Linked DNA regions of Mus musculus: region 1 is linked to region 2. The links are chromatin contacts, called in public promoter capture Hi-C maps. All regions are on one chromosome and are shown on one strand. Each heading gives the region's core, a stretch centred on a gene start, on an enhancer-like site or on the middle of the called end of the contact. The rest is flanking DNA. Distances are from core to core; before and after follow the strand shown. Region 1 holds the start of Prpsap2 (phosphoribosyl pyrophosphate synthetase-associated protein 2). Region 2 holds the start of Epn2 (epsin 2).

Region 1 (5,388 bases), core at 1,229-3,728, 180 kb before region 2:
ATGTCTCAGGAAAACTGTGAGGCAAAGCAAGAATATCAAACTCACTTGTGAAGTTATCACCTTTACCTAATTTAGAATTCAGAGTTTCAAATGCTTATGTTCTTTGCCTATAAAATAACGTTAGTCAGTAGAGACCTGATGGCTACTCTATTCCTCTGCTTTGTGTACATGTACACACACACACACACACACACACACACAAGCTTTCGTCTTAAGAAGAATAAGAGGTAGTTTATTTTGGAGCCATTTTGAGTGACCTTGGCTCAGGAACACAGATTTGGGTTTCTCTAAATTCTGTGTTCTAATGTAGAAGTGAGTTCATGAATTTTTTAAAAATAGTTTTACAGAACAAAGAAAGTTATCAAATGAAGTTTAAAGTGCTCTGTTGGGCCGGGCAGTGGTGGCACACTCCTTTAATCCCAGCACTCGGGAGGCGTGGCAGAGGCAGGCGGATTTCTGAGTTCAAGGCCAGCCTGGTCTACAAAGTGAGTTTCAGGACAGCCAGGGCTATACAGAGAAACCCTGTCTCAAAAACCAAAAATAAATAAATAAATAAAGCATTGTTGGGTGAGTCAGAGAGATGGGTACACTAGAAAGGTAGGAACACTAAGAGAAGTGGATGTATCAGAGAGGCGGGCCCAGCGAGATGGGGGAGGCTTCTCGTAGCTAACCACTCTTCCCACCAATCCAAAAGCTAAGATTGCCATCAAGTAAGTTAATAGATTCAAAAGGCTTATTTCTATTAGTCACAAGATGTTGGCTCCGACACAGAGGTGGACAAGAAATGGCTGTTCAAGCCAGGCGGTGGTGGCGCACGCCTTTAATCCCAGCACTTAGGAGGCAGAGGCAGGCGAATTTCTGAGTTCGAGGCCAGCCTGGTCTACAGAGTGAGTTTCAGGACAGTCAGGGCTATACAGAGAAACCCTGTCTTGAAAAACCAAAAAAAAAAAAAAAAAAAAAAGAAATGGCTGTTCCAGAGGGCCAAAATTAATCCAAGAAAAGGTAAACTAGCCTCTGAACCTGCAACATCCCAATCTCCCCCACAGTACTGAAATTGTCATCAGTCAGCCAGACACAGCTTCTTTTCAGTTTTCGTGCATACTTCCCATGAATTCTAGCTACCCACAAGCCCTCCTATGAATTCTAACCATCCTCAGCCTTCTGATAATTAATTCTAGCCACCTGTGCATCCTCCCATAAATGTCTGCTTGTCTCACTTGTGAACTGGAAGTGCAGTGGATGAGAGCCTTTAAGTATACACATGGAGCAAGGCACTGCAGGTGGTGCCTATCTATTGCTTTGTCACTGGCATCTGAGTACCCACAGCAATTAAATAGAGATAAGTCTTACCCCATTTCTGAAAGTTACTGTTAATATATATTAATATAAAATATAGATAATAATAAATAATGCCTTGATACCTGGCATGCACTATATGTTTGTTATGTTATAAATAGGGATCACTGGGGGCTGGTGAGATGGCTCAGTGGGTAAGAGCACCCGACTGCTCTTCCAAAGGTCCAGAGTTCAAATCCCAGCAACCACATGGTGGCTCATAACCATCTGTAATGAGATCTGACTCCCTCTTCTGGAGTGTCTGAAGACAGCTACAGTGTATTTACTGTATAATAAATAAATAAATATTTAAAAAAAAAAGAAAGAGAGGAAGGGCCAAGTAGCCCCTTAAAAAATAGGGATCACCATATTTCAAGGTATAAAGAATTCAGCAATGATATATCAACAGCAACCAATTTGCTAGGAATGATGGCCACCCTTTTAATCCTAACACTCAGGAGGCAGAGACAGATGGATCTCTGTGAGTTCCAGGTCACCCAGAGCTACAATTTTTTAAAAAACTAACTTTTAGAATGTTTAATTATTTGTATATGTTTATGTTTATATGAGTGCAGGTGGCTGAGGAGGCCAGAGACATCAGGGAGACTTGGAGCTAGAATTACAGGCAGTTGTGAACTGCCTGACATTGGTTCTGGGAACCAAACTCAGCTTCTCTGGAAAAGCAGTATATACTCTTAACCACTGAAAAGAAGGAAGGGACAACAAAGCGAATAATTATGAATGATAACTGCTCATCGACTGTATGCTAAGAACCATGCCAAGAGGTTCGCAGATTTCTCACTCACTCCTCCCAACCCCAGGAGATGGGGGTACTGCTGTCATCTCTTTTTCAGAAGAACTCAGGTCAAAGAGGTGACTTGCTCAGTCTTGCAGGACAGTAAAGACTTGAACCCAGTCAGAACCTATGAATTTTAACCACACTTCCAACCACGCCCACTCTAATTCTCCCCCACTTTCCTCGAGTCTGACCACGCCCACACAACATCCTCCCGCCCACTCTGGCGGCCACGCCCACAGCATCAAATGCATTGCCTTCTACCCCACTTTCTGCCCCGCCCCTCTTCCTCCAGACCACGCCCCTCGACGGCCTCGCCCACTCTAGTCAGTTGCCCTCAGGCCCCGCCCCTGGCCTCGCAGTCTCGAAAGACTTTCTCGCGCTTAGAGTCGCCATTTTGCTGTAAGACGCCGTGCGGAGCTCTGTGCTCTCTTCCTTCGGCAGCCGAGGCTGCGGCGGGCCGGGCTGGGGTCGGGACCAGGTAGGCGGGCGGGAGCCTCGGCGGGCGGACGGCGGGCCCCGCGAGCTCGCGCGGTGCCGGGCGGGAGCCATGGCCCTTGTTGCTCCGGGGCGAGCCCGGGGCCCCGTGTTCGGCTCCACCAGCCTTAGTGGATGATTGGGCTCCAATCAGACGTAGGAGGAGCGGCATAAGATACTCTGCAGAAAAATCTCTTCCTCAATCTGTTACATTATTGATAAGGATTTATTTTTCTTATATCGATATTGGCAGAGTTTGGGTGTTTAGCTTTTGTGAGGGATACGAAAATACTGAACCGAGCTTTGAGGCCTGAGGAAGTGTGAGTTCTAATGTTTTATGTTTTTTTTTTTTCTTTTTTTTTTTTTTTCTTGCGGTTCTGGAGTCGAATGCAAGGTGAAGCAATGCAAGCGGCCTGCCATTGACCCATCTCATGCCCTAGTGCTTAACAATTTAAATGCACAAATAAAAATAAAATAGGTGCGTGCCCCTAAGCCCCACTATAGGAAACCTTTCTTGTCTTTTAACTGCTGTAGTTTGTATCATTATTATCCAATTTTTGCAGAGATATGCACATTATATTCATTAGCTACTCTGTGGTTTAACATAGAACCAGTGTTTCTGTTCTTAAATAATCTTGCAGTTTGTGGGGCTTGATGGCACACCCCTTAATCTCAGAGACTGGTGAAAGGATCTTGAGGGCTCATGGTCCACAGAGCGAGTTCCTGGCAAACAGGGCTACAAAGTTGTTGGGGGTTTTTTGTTTGTTTGTTTGTTTGTTTGTTTTGTTTTGTTTTTAAATTGTACTTTCTATCATTGACAATATAGCTCTATACTTGGGATAAGCTCCAAGAATTGACAACACCAAAACATAGTTCTGTGCTCTTTCTTTGGCATTTAGTATGTATCTTTTTTTCTGATAAGGTATGTTTGCAATAGACATTTCAAAATCTGGGTATTTGATTCTATTGCCTGTAGTTCATCAGGTTGCCAAGTCATGCTCTGTATGACTGAGAGTCGCAACCTATTGTTGTATGCAGGGAACTGTATTGCATATCAGACTGCTACCCCACTCTGTCCTTCAGGGGCCACTGTTATGAGGAAGAGGTTACCTCGTATGACTTCGTTAAAGTCTGGGAAGTAATGTCAAACCTGTTTTCCTATTAAAACTGCTTCCCCAGGTGTGGGGGCTGGAGAACTGGCTGGTTAAGAATACTAGTTGTTCAAGACTGAGTCAGTTCCAGCACCCACCCACGTGACAGCCTACAACCACCTCTAATGCTAGACCCACCCAATCTGACACCCTCTGCTGGTCTCCAAGAGTACCAGGCACACGCGGTGTGCAGAGAAAACACCCATACACATTAAATGAATAAAAGTTACTTCTCCAAATTTAAAATAGTTTTAGATTTATTTCCTGCTTCTCCCAAGTTGTCACAAAAACAAAACAAAAAATCAAAACTCTCAGAACAGCATTAGCCATAAGAAAGCAAAATGCCAGTAACCACAGAATATGGAAGAGTAATGTGGTTTTATCTCTGCCCTGCAGTTTCTCAATTATTTTACTTTATTTTATTTTGGAGACGGAGGTTTCTCTGTGTAACAGCCCTGGCTATCTTGGAACTCTTTGTAGACCAGGCTGGCCTCAAATTCAGAGATTTGCCTACCTCTGCCTCCCAACCTCTGGGATTAAAGGTGTATGCCACCATGGCCAGGCCTCAACTTTTATTTTCTCCTTTTTATCTATTTATTCTTAATTAATTAACTAATTATTTGTATATTTATTGGTTTCTCAAGACAGGGTTTCTCTACGTAAACCTGGCTGTCCTGGAATTTGCTCTGTAGAACTGGCTGGCCTCCAACTTAGAAATCTACCTGCCTCTGCCTCCCAAGTGGTAGGATTAAAGGTGCCGACACCACCTGCCTGTGCTTTTTATTGTGTTGGTGATTAAACCCAGGCCTGCAGCACAAAGCACCTAATTTTCCACTAAAGTACACTTCTAATCCATTTCTGCAAGTCCGGCTTTTTTTCCCATGCTGGGGTTGGAACCCAGGCCCTGTGCATGATGGGCAAATGCTCTACCTACCATTGAAGCAGATTTTCCAGGAGTGAGTTAATGAAAGTAACTCCTGGATCCTCTTTGCTAAGGAATGATTTTCTTTTTTTCTTTTCTTTTTTTTTTTTTTTTTAAGATTTATTATTATATATAAGTACACTGTAGCTGTCTTCAGACACACCAGAAGAGGGAGTCAGATCTCATTACGGATGGTTGTGAGCCACCATGTGGTTGCTGGGATTTGAACTCAGGACCTTCAGAAGAGCAGTCAGTGCTCTTAACCGCTGAGCCATCTCTCCAGCCCCAACAAATGATTTTCAATTCTGTTTTCGAACTGTTGTGCCTGAAGTGAGGCTATGTTCAGCACACACTGGTTGAGCCTCTGCTGCCTGGACCTTCCATTTTGGTGGAGAAGCTTTTCCAAGCCTCTATCTTCATTGTCTGGGAGGTATGCAGGTCTAGGCTGTGGCTCAGGCCTGCTGTGGTGTAAGCCCACAGCTGTCTTCCTTTAGCCATCTTAGAAGGATTGGTTAGACAGTGGCTGCTTTAGGGAGGAAACAGCACAAATGGTGCGGCTTCATCATCTCTAGTATGAATGTTGAAATACAGTGGTGGTAAATCCATCTAAAACAAGTGATCTTCAGTGTGAGGACCTCTTCACTCATGAAGTCTGACAGGTTGTCTCATTCAGAGAGATGAATATGATTTGTTCTTTCAGTCTTGAA
Region 2 (5,603 bases), core at 2,905-5,404:
AAGCAAACAAAACAAAACAAAGCTACACCCTTGGACGAGCCAGTGTAAAGCAGAGTTAGAGCTTATTAAAAGACATTTTAAAAAGATTTATTTTTAGTTATGTGTCTATGGTGCCAGAGATATTGGACGCTCTGGAGCTGGAGTTGCAGGTGGTTGTTAGTGTGTGATGTGGGGGTTGGGAATTTAATTCAGTTCCTCTGTAAGAGTAGTTCGCACTATTAACTACTAATCCATCTTCTCATCCTCTAAAGGAGATTTTAATATAGATTTTAATTTCAGCATGAAGTTAAAAGAGATATTTAGAAGAAACTAAGACATACTGGAGAGCATAAGATGTGAGGAATTTATTGTCTTTCTTTTTTTAAATTTTTTTTATTATTATATTTTTATAATATACAGGATTTTTCTGTGTAGCCTTGGCTGTCCTGGAACTCGCTCTGGAGACCAGGCTAGCGTTGTTTGTACTCAAACATCTCCCTGGCTCTGCCTCCTGAGTGCTGAGACTAATTGTTGCAATAGCCTTATATAGCTCTATGTATCCTTTTGGTCCGTTTTTGAAACTATTTGCCTTTAAAAGTTACTAAAGAATCTGACTGAAGGGGGTTGGAGAAATGGCTCAGTGGTTAAGAGCTGTTCTTCCAGCTGGGCGTGGTGGCCCACGCCTTTAATCCCAGCACTCAGGAGGCAGAGGCAGGCGGATTTCTGAGTTCGAGGCCAGCCTGGTCTACAAAGTGAGCTCCAGGACAGCCAGGGCTATACAGAGAAACCCTGTCTCGAAAAAAAAAAAAAAAAAAAAAAAAAAAAAAGAGCTGCTCTTCCAAAGGTCCTGAGTTCAACCACATGGTGGCTCACAACCATCTGTAATGAGATCTGATGCCCTCTTCTAGTGTGTCTGAAGACAGCTATGATGTACTATATAAATAAATAGATAAAATAAAAATAAAGAATCTTACTGAAATCCTAGGGTGGTTTCTGAGGAGTATCAGACAGGGCTGCAATTGATAAGGTAAACTCTAAATAAAGGAAGTTAGGAGGAAGTTATCTCCATTGTAAACAATGCTTGGGAGAAGCATGAGCCTGGTTAGGATCCAGGTCATAATCATTCAGGGCTTTTTTTAAATATTCTTTTTTTTTTTTTTTTTTTTTTTTTTTGAGACAGGGTTTCTCTGTATAGCCCTGGCTGTCCTGGAACTCACTTTGTAAACCAGGCTGGCCTCGAACTTAGAAATTCGCCTGCCTCTGCCTCCCGAGTGCTGGGATAAAAATCTTTCTCTTTTTTCTTTGTTATATATAAGTACACCGTAGCTGTCTTCAGTCATTCCAGAAGAGGGCATCAGATTTTGTTACAGATGATTGTGAGCCACCATGTGGTTGCTGGGATTTGAACTCGGGACCTTAGGAAGAGCAGTCGGTGCTCTTAACCACTGAGCCATCTCACCAGCCCAAAATATTTCTTTATAAAATACTCTATGTTTTGAAGCTTCCCAGCAAATGTTATTAATTATTTTTAATCGAGGTGGAACTTTTGCTTCTTAGCTGGCAAAAAATTTCATCCAAATTCTGAAGTGAGGAGCTCTTCTTCTCCGCTTCGTTCTCAGACCTTGACCTTTCTCGTGGGTCTCGGCTTCACCTCAGCAGAAGCCTCTGAGGAGAGTCTTTCAGGCTGTTCCAGAGGATGGAGCTGTCTCCACCCTTGCCAGGCTGCTGTCATTGTCAATCTGGAGTTGTAAATGGGGCAAGGCACTATTATTTCAAGACAGTTCTCTTTTCCTCTAAGCTCCATTCTCTATAATGAGATTGTTGGGTCCCCAGTGTGTCATTTGACATGCAGGGTACTTTGAACTGAAGGACATTAGAAAGGTGTTGCCAGCAAAGTCTCTTTCTGACCCTTCCCTGCCTTTCTATATCCTATGCTCTTTCATCCCTCAAGCTGAGCCTCAGAAACTAGAATTCCTCTCCACCAAGATCAGCCACAAAGCCCAGACAATCTTTCTGTGTTGTCCATGGAGAAGTTCTGTAAGTTAGCCTGTAGGTCACTAGACCTTGCATTCAGAATGGGTTCTGTATATATCTAGAAAGCCAAGCCATAAAGAGAATCAGAACAGGCAAACCTCTCTGGTCTCCTCTCTTAGAGCTACCCTGTTCTGTCTAATCATGTCTCTGTATGGTGGCTCATTCTTCATCAAATGAACACACATAGGGAGTAGGTCAGCTTTCTCTGGGTCTTTTGAGTCTTTACTGCTGAAGGCTTCTGGCCACATCAATGATCAAGTCAGCTGTATTTTGCCCACTCCTGTTAACTAGTCTTTTGTTACAGAAGTGGCTGTTACTTTGTGATAAGGAACAGAGAAATCACATTTTCTGAAACCCAATGGGCCAGTTCAAAATGGAACTATAGTTTTTATGGCAAAGCAGGTACATAACATGTGATTTCATTCATTAATCCAGGGACACACTGTAGCAGTAAATTATGGGTCAGGGCTTCCAGCATCCAGAATGTTCTCCAGCTAGACTTTCAAAAGAAAAGTGACCACATGACCTTGTGTTAGGGGTGGCCTCCAGCTTTAATATATCGTGGGCCGAGAAAAGGACTCTAAATTCCCTGCTTTTGAGACCCAGGTGCCTTTTCTTTCTTGTGAATTTGTGAGTTCTTTATAGGAAAAATGTACTTGTGGTTCTGAGAAGTACAATGACCTGCAAACTCTCCTTCAGTGAGCAAAGGCAGAATGAAATTTTTGGGCATAGATTGGTTACAGAAATTGTCTTAGGGTTTGCATTGCTGTGAAGAGACACCATGACTAAGGCAACTCTTTTTTTTTTTTTTTTAAGATTTATTGATTTATTCTATTTAAGTATACTGTAGTTGTCTTCAGACACACCAGAAGAGGACACCGGATCTCATTACAGATGGTTGTGAGCCACCATGTGGTTGCTGGGATTTGAACTCAGGACCTTCAGAAGAACAGTCAGTGCTCTTAACCGCTAAGCCATCTTTCTAGCCTGGCAACTGTTATAAAAACAACATTTAATTGAAGCTGGCTTACAGGTTCAGAGGTTCAGTCCATTACCAACATGGCAGGAAGCAGGGCACAGTCCAGGCAGGCACACTGCTTGAGGAGCTGAGAGTTTTACATCTTAAATTGAAGGCCAACAGAAGAGTGTCTTCCAGGCAGCTAGGAGTCTCAAAGCCCACTCCCACAGTGACACACTTCTTCTAACAAGGCCACACCCACCCCAACAAGGCCTATTCTCCTAATAGTGCCATTCCCTGGGCCAAGCATATTCAAACAACTGAAATAGTTCCCTGTACTCTCCCCTTGAGCCCTGATTCATGTCCTAGACCCTGTTATGAGGGCTCTCTGCTAGCAGTTTTGGGGTCTAGCCTTCAGTTCTGACCCTTCTGAGATCCTCTCTTGGGGAAAGAGGGAAAGGACTCTCCTTACCTTCTTGTATAAGGCTCTGCTCTCATCTCTGGCCTGCCTCTGTGTGCTGTAGCTTGGCATGTGGCCGGCCCTACATTGCTTTGTTGGGTGCATAAGAGTGAGACTGCAGGCTTGCAGTTGGGGTTGCTAAATCCCAGTATCCTGATGAATCATGGGAGACTCGAGCGGCCGAGGGTTCAACCACTTGGGCTGCCAAAGTTCTGGACTCAACCTTTTTATTGAAATGCACACACAGAAAAGTATACAAATCTGAAATATGCATAAGTGAATCTTCATGAAGTGAACGCACTTGTAGCAAAATAAATCAACCCTGTCTGGCACCTGGCCTCCTTCCTGTCTCTTCATCACAACATTTTTCACGTGCAAGAGGAAATACTAGGAGACCATGGTTCTGATTAGGCTAGGCGGGGTTCTGTGCTTGAGGATTTAAGGGAGGAGCATGGATTGATGGTTAAGGTAGTTATGTATGCCCTGGGGAATTGTTGAGGTAGGGGGGATGTGTTGGACTCTGAGTTAGGGCTTCATAAATTTGTTAGGTTTGTGTAGAAGCAGGAGCTATTTAGAGAAGGCCTTGGGGGCATATGTGGGAGGGGCGGACCGGTTTGGAGGCGGGGCCTAGGAGCGAGGCAGGGCGGAGCCAGTGTGTGTGGGAGGAGCCTCCGCGCTCGGAGGGCGGGGCTCGCGCGCGCGCGCTCGCTGCCGGCGCGCCCCCTCTCGGCCGCCATGTTGGCTGGCGTGTGGGTGTCAAACGCTGCACAGGCTCGGGTCGCTCCCGCTTCTCCCGCGTCGCCGGCGGCTGCAGCCTTGCACTCGCGCTGGCCAGGAACGGAGGTGAGCCGGGACTCGCGGGGCTTGGTGTGGTGGTGGCTCGGGAGTCGGGGCGGGGCGGGGCTGCGCGCAGACCTTCTCTTCCAGTGCGTGGACGCCCCTAAGAGCACCGGCTTCCCCCTCGCCGGCCGGGGCGTGCACCGTGCGGCCAGCCGGACCCCACCCGGCTGGACGGCTCAGCCAGGCCCCGCCCCACCTGAGCCCGCTCGGAGCCGAGAGAGAGGCGACGTCTGCCTCCCGGCTTTGGCTCCTGTCCTCGCCTCACACCTCAGCGACAGAGCCTTCAGTTTGGAACAACCCCGCCCCTCCCCAGAGCGTGCTCGCCCCTCGAACCGGGTCCGAGCCGGCCGGCCCTCCCTCAGGGGACCGGGGGAAGGGGATACTCTTCCCCACGTCTTTCTCGCCCCCGGGACTGGATTCCCCTTCCCGGCCCCCACTCCACAGCACAGCGGGGACGGGGGCGGCGAAGCCAGGCTCCAGCTGCCTTTTGTTCCGCGTGGGATGGCAGAGACCTGGCGGCCCTGTTGGGCGAGTCCGGGTGGGCGAGCCGCGCGTGGGGTCGGCCTCTTCCGGGAGACCCTCGCTCTCCCGTGGGCCGGCTTCGTCGGAGCGCGAGCCGAGCGCGTTGGGAGAGGCAGGCCATTCCTAGAGGAGTCCGGGCCAACAGGTTTTTGTTTGCAACCTGAAGTTGGCCCAGTGGTTTTGCAGGGGGAGCAGATTGTCTGAGCTCCCTAGAAACCCTAGGTCGGCCGGTGTAAGTCTGTTGCTTGGTCTCGGGCCTCAGTCCTTCCCAGCGGCCTCTTCACTTTAGTGCTGCCTTGGGAACGCATTTGAAGTCTATGTTTCAGAAAAGATAGGATTTAGCTATTCTTGTGTTTTTTGACTAGGGGAACTAAGGCCCAAAATGTGTTAGCTTGCCCAAGGTCATCTAGGGATAGGGTGTTTGACACAGCTGGAAGCCCCAACTCTGGGACACTTAAGGATTTCTTCAACGTTTAGGATTCCCCCAAATCGCTTGCCTGCTATTTTTAACATTCATACAAGAAAATGGGCAAGGGAAGATGAGAAAGAAGTGTGAATTCTTCTTTTGCACAGTCAAGAAAATACCCTGTGGAAGAAGGGATTGAAATTGGGTTGAAATGATTGAAAAAGGTGAATTTCTTTGATCCATGTCCCTATTATGTAATATAAGAAAGACTTAACGGGAACTTTGTGGTCTTGTAACTCTAGATTTAGAGTGATAGCGGCAGATACTGGATTCTCTCTCGGTGATCGGCTTTGCATTGGTAATTAAGCTTTCCATCTATGTATTGTTGGTAATGAAGCTCTTGT

Evidence for each region. Promoter capture Hi-C pulls out the DNA fragments that hold promoters and counts their contacts.
Region 1: a promoter capture Hi-C map of second pharyngeal arch cranial neural crest shows a contact between it and region 2. The contact joins the promoter of Prpsap2 here to the promoter of Epn2 in region 2. A contact is called at or near these places in 8 of 39 promoter capture datasets (the C10 cell line, the HPC-7 cell line, cranial neural crest and 5 more), 3 of 484 Hi-C or Micro-C datasets (all in embryonic stem cells), 2 of 115 datasets of contacts at active chromatin or transcription factors (embryonic stem cells and memory CD8 T cells) and 2 of 9 other capture datasets (adipose tissue and pancreatic islet).

Annotation. Positions count from the first base shown.
Region 1 is chr11:61,759,178-61,764,565 of GRCm38.p6, reverse strand. It overlaps Prpsap2 (phosphoribosyl pyrophosphate synthetase-associated protein 2), which reads left to right and starts at 2,478. Exons shown (of 12, transcript NM_144806.2): 1 at 2,478-2,612.
Region 2 is chr11:61,578,238-61,583,840 of GRCm38.p6, reverse strand. Epn2 (epsin 2) reads left to right here and starts at 4,154. Exons shown (of 11, transcript NM_001252188.2): 1 at 4,154-4,274.